Linked DNA regions of Triticum aestivum: region 2 is linked to region 1. A link is a contact called in public Hi-C data. All regions are on one chromosome and are shown on one strand. Each heading gives the region's core, a stretch centred on a gene start, on an enhancer-like site or on the middle of the called end of the contact. The rest is flanking DNA. Distances are from core to core; before and after follow the strand shown.

Evidence for each region. Hi-C and Micro-C count contacts between places; a contact is called where the count stands out from the background.
Region 2: a contact with region 1 is called in a Hi-C map of leaf, with 4 times the contacts expected there. The contact joins the enhancer-like site here to the promoter of LOC123044521 in region 1. A contact is called at or near these places in 2 of 5 Hi-C or Micro-C datasets (both in leaf).

What each region holds. Positions count from the first base shown.
Region 1 is chr2B:231,137,112-231,139,807 of IWGSC CS RefSeq v2.1, forward strand. LOC123044521 (NAC transcription factor NAM-B2) reads left to right here and starts at 1,300. Exons shown (of 3, transcript XM_044467273.1): 1 at 1,300-1,836; 2 at 2,027-2,346; 3 at 2,464-2,696. The coding sequence starts at 1,605.
Region 2 is chr2B:231,392,956-231,395,651 of IWGSC CS RefSeq v2.1, forward strand. No RefSeq gene overlaps it. Among protein-coding and RNA genes, the nearest start is that of LOC123044521, 260 kb to the left of the region's middle. Within about 2 kb of position 1,301, at least 2 of the 8 cell types and tissues checked have an H3K27ac peak or open chromatin away from gene starts, as enhancers often do. A contact at or near this core is called in leaf, where this site is marked.

The DNA.
Region 1 (2,696 bases), core at 50-2,549:
GGCGCCCGTTACAGTGCAATTTGCAAACGGGCGCCTGCAGCAGCCCAAGCCGGGCCGGCCCATCTTAATTCTTTCTTGTTTTGCAGAAAGATTAAAAAGGTGATAGAAAGGTGATAGAACTGGGAATCGAAGCCACGCCAGGCTCGTTACCATCTTTGAGCTCTAACCACCGCACCATCGCCCTCCTAGTGTGCACAATATATTCGCTCGCGCATTTTTATTTGTTTCTTCTGGTTCGCGAATGCCCGGTTTTGGGAAGCTTCCAGAACCTTCCCAAAATGGTTTTCCCCGGTTTGCGGTTTAGTTTACGGACGGTTTTATTCTGTTTTTCCTTTTTTCCTTTTTTTAATGCGTGACTTTCAAAAGGATTTCGTGTTTAAACAATCGATGAACTTTTTTAGATTACATGAACATTTTTTTAATTCGATGAACTTTTTTTCAAATTCGATGAACTGTTTTTTTCCAAATTCATGAACTTTTTCAAATTCAATGAACTTTTATAAAAATAGATGAACTTTTTCCAAAATCGTTGAACTTTTGTAAAATTCGTTGAACTTTTTTTCAAATTCGTTGAACTTTTTTTCAAATTCAGTGAACTTTTTTTAAAATCAGTGAACTTTTTTTGGTTTGATGAACTTTTATTTGAAATTTGATAAACTTTTTTCGAAAATCACTGCACTTTTTTGTTTTCTGAATTTTTTTCGAAAATCACTGAACTTTTTCTCTTTTCCCAAATTTAATGAACTTTATTGCAAAATCGATGAACTTACTTTAAAAATCAATGAACTATTTTTAGTTTTGTGAACTTTTTCTCTTTTCCCAAATAATTCAAAAGAATTAAGTGGTACTGTAGATGAATGGTTCAGTTCAATATATATAGCGCTGCGTATTTGTTATTAGGCATTTGCCTCTGTTACTAATCACGAAAGACAAGTAGTTCGGGTGGATGGTGGCACCTGTTCGTTAGCACGATGTGGGGAGATCGAAACCGGTGCAACGCAACCTTTTCCCCTATTTTTTGCGAGCTTTTTCCGTTCGCGGGTCTGCACGTCTTCGTGGGCCGGCCCAGTGCGTGAACGGGCGCCTGCAGCGCCGTATAGGAGCTCCCCTTTTTCTTCAACAAAAAAAAGTAAGAGCAGCGGAACGGGTGGCCGTGGTCGCGCGCGCGCCGTCCGGTGGCGATCTGACACGCGTACGAGCGGCGGCCGGCATACGTGTCCAGCGGCGACGGGCCCTTGGCCCCGGGTTCGGTACAACGGAGCCGTATTTCTCGGGCCAATGCCTTCCGCACCTCCCACACTGCCCCCGCCGATGGCCTGCATCTCCCCTGCTCTCCTCGCCACGGTTTCACGGTTGCACAGCCGCCCCCAAACCACCAGAATTTCCACCGCAGATCACTCGCCTGCCTTCTCGCCTCTCCTCATCTCTCCTCCCAACCGTCGCCGTAACAAATCCCAGTCCGTTCCTTCACACTCACCAGCTAGAAGCTTTGGCAGTTGAGTTAGGCACCACAGTCCACAGGGGTGCTGTGCTGCTGCGTGCATATATATGCTCTGGTGGGATCATCTGGTGTGTTTGTTGGTAGCTAGCTAGTGGACGGTCTGATGAGATCCATGGGCAGCTCGGACTCATCTTCAGGCTCGGCACCACCGCGGCATCAGCCGCCGCCTCCGCAGCAGGGCTCGGCCCCGGAGCTCCCGCCGGGCTTCCGGTTCCACCCGACGGACGAGGAGCTGGTCGTGCACTACCTCAAGAAGAAGGCCGCCAAGGTGCCGCTCCCCGTCACCATCATCACCGAGGTGGATCTCTACAAGTTCGACCCATGGGAGCTGCCCGGTATGTGTATCTCACCTCGTCGTGCTTATCAAGCGCCGTAATTTTCCAGTGCAATTAAATAATCGAACCCATCCATCATGCTTATACCGTGCAAGAAGTATTTTTATATTCTTTCAGTACACATGTATGTAGATGGTTTATGTATGTGATCCTGTCGTGCTTGTTCATGCGCTCGCTCGGGATCGATCAGAGAAGGCGACCTTCGGTGAGCAGGAGTGGTACTTCTTCAGCCCGCGCGACCGCAAGTACCCCAACGGCGCGCGGCCCAACAGGGCGGCTACGTCGGGGTACTGGAAGGCCACCGGCACGGACAAACCTATCCTGGCCTCCGGGTGCGGCCGGGAGAAGGTCGGCGTCAAGAAGGCGCTCGTGTTCTACCGCGGGAAGCCGCCCAAGGGCCTCAAAACCAACTGGATCATGCACGAGTACCGCCTCACCGACGCGTCTAGCTCCGCCACCACCAGCCGACCGCCGCCTGTCACCGGCGGGAGCAGGTCTGCCTCTCTCAGGGTACGTGTCGATCGATCGCGCGGTCTAGCATAGCAGTAACCAATCGTGTTTAATTACTCTCGAGCTTAGGGTATTGTGGTTGATGAATTTAATTAGTGTACGTCGTCGTCTCATCAGTTGGACGACTGGGTGCTGTGCCGCATATACAAGAAGATCAACAAGGCCGCCGCCGGGGATCAGCAGAGGAGCATGGAGTGCGAGGACTCCGTGGAGGACGCCGTCACCGCATACCCGCTTTATGCCACGGCGGGCATGACCGGTGCAGGGGCGCATGGCAGCAACTACGATTCACTGCTCCATCACCAGGACAGCCACGAGGACAACTTCCTGGACGGCCTGCTCACAGCAGA
Region 2 (2,696 bases), core at 51-2,550, 260 kb after region 1:
CCTAACTAAACCCCTAACCCTAACTCTTAAGCTAGCTTGCCACAACAAAGAGTGACACATATTACTTAGATCAACCATAAATACTCCATAAATGCCTCATAAATGTGTCATAAATGCACAATAAATGCTAAACTAGAGGAAGAACTAGGGGAGTTACAAAACTAGTTGATTTCAACAAAACTAGATGATTTGAACCAACCAAATGAAGAGGGGATGGGGGAGGTACCTTGGGTGATGCAAATGACCTTGATCCACGGGACAAATCTCAAGCAATGGAGGTGGATCTAGTGGGTGCTTGGGTGGGGGAGAAAAGCGGGAGAGAGTGTGTGCTCAGGGAGGAAGAAGATGAGTGGAATGGGTGGGTGGTGAGTGGACCCCACCGAACCTTATCTCCAGGACCCTACCGCCAGAGACCTCGACGGTAGGGTGTTGGAGCCTACCGCCGAGGGGTGCGGCGGTAGGTCCCTTTGCCACGTCAGACCCCGTTAACAGTCAGACGGCCGTCAAAGCACCCTACCGCCAGGAAGGACGGCGGTAGCATGTACACATCTACCGTCAGGGAGGACGGCGGTAACCAAAAGGGTCAAATGTCAAAAAAATTGAAACCGGGGTCAGATCCTGATTTTAGACATGAAAAGGGTCAAAACACGAAAATTTGCCGCATGTTGTATCGAGCTCGCGGAGTCAAAGCGATGAGAAGGCACCGTCGCGGCCATGTCGAAGACGCAAAAGCGGGGGCTAATCAAGAATCTACACGTACACTGACCAATCGTTGGTCCGGTAGTTGTCAATCCCGATTGATCCTGCCTTGTGTCCGGCCGGCGCGAGCGCGGCTACTGTTCGGAGGCATGCAGGAGAACTGATGGTGGCAGAGCAGAGCAAAGCAGCCGGTCGTGATCACATCCCATGGACGGCCTGGGGCCTGGCCACCTGGACCTGGGGGTGTAGGGAGCTCGGAGTTCGGGGGTGGGGCCGGGCTTGCCATCTCTAGCGCCGGCCGCTGGAAAGCGGAGTGTAACGGCTCGGTCGCCATCCATGGCCATGTCGCCAGCCTCCGGCCCCGGCACGTAGCTGTCGCTGGCCGATCGACGCGGTGACCGCTCCCTCTCCTTCCGCTCCGAACCCATGCCCGTGCCTCACAGCACAAAAACGACAAAGAGCGAATCGGGAAGAAGGGCACGGCCCGCTTTAACCACCTAGAACAAGATTGGCGATGACGGGAAGGCCGGGCCGGGTCGCACGCCGTTTATGGTGGAACGGGCCGCGCCGGGGAATGGATGTGACCGTACTGCGGCCAGAGCGGAATGGGGTGGGGTGCGGTGCGGACGGATGTGACCGTACCGCTGTCAGGATCGTACAGTCTGGTGGATGGTAGTTATCGATCTATCGTGTGTTGGTTGACAATGACGGGTTAGAAGCGTTGTGATTCGCCGTTGACACGTGATACGTGTCGGTTAGGCGGTTAGCTTTGTGTTTTTTTTTTGTACGCCAAAGAGAAATTCAGTGTACCCACTTTGGGCCTATTTCGATTTAAAAATTCGACCTTGCGTTACATCTGAAGAAACGATGGGCCAAGTAATTATGTAAGACAAATCATATGCCATAAAGAGGGCAAATCCTAAACGGCGCCTTAAGCGCCCGTTTTAGGCATAAATGCAATCGGGCGCACACCCTCGCGCCGCACTGGGCCGGCCCACTTCTTTTTTCTGATTTTGAAAACGCAAAAAACTTTATGGCGAGAACCATGTTTCAAACCAGGGATCTCACGACTACAGGCGCGCTTGCCAAACCACTCGGCTAACCTACCAATTCGTGTTAACTGACAGGCTTTTAACCTTTTTCTATTTCCTGTTTTCGTGGAAAGAGTTTTTTTTTTCTGTTTTTCTTTTCTTTTTCTTTCTTTCTTCTTTTCTGCTAAGCGCGGGATTTTTTTTTTCAATTTTGTAACTTTATTTCATATTGATGAACTTTCTTTCAAAATTGATGAACATTTTTCAAAATTGATGAACTATTGTCAAATTTGATGAACTTTGAAAAATGTTCGGTGTGTATAAAAAATGTTCATCGTGTATAGAAATTTTGTTCAGCGTGCATTCAAAAGGAGTACATCGTATTTAAAAAAATGTTCAATGTGTATTTGAATATTGTTCACCATACATCGAATTGTCGGACACGTACTGAACATTTTGTGAAAATACGTTGAACAATTTGCGAATACACATTGAACATTGTGTAATATATACTGAACAAAATTAAGAAACATAGTGAACAATTGTATACTCATTGAATAACCAAAACCAAAATAGAAAAAATCAATATATATATATATATATATATATATATATATATATATCCTGAACATTTTTTATATCCATCGAACATTTTAAATAATACAAGATGAACATTTTTGAAACAATATGATTATATGTGTCGAACAATTTTTGAATATGCATTCAACATTTAGTAAAAACGTTGAAAATTTTCATAATATACGATGAACATTTTTATGATACACGACGAACATTTTTATATGCAAAGGTGAACAATTTTCATAATATACAATGAACATTTTTCTTAATACAATGAAATTTTATGTAATACACGGTGACAGTGGGCGCTAGTTGCCTGTACCTGGGCCGGCCCACCAGATAGCGACAGTGGGCGCTAGTTGCCTGTACCGGCGCTTAATGCGCCGT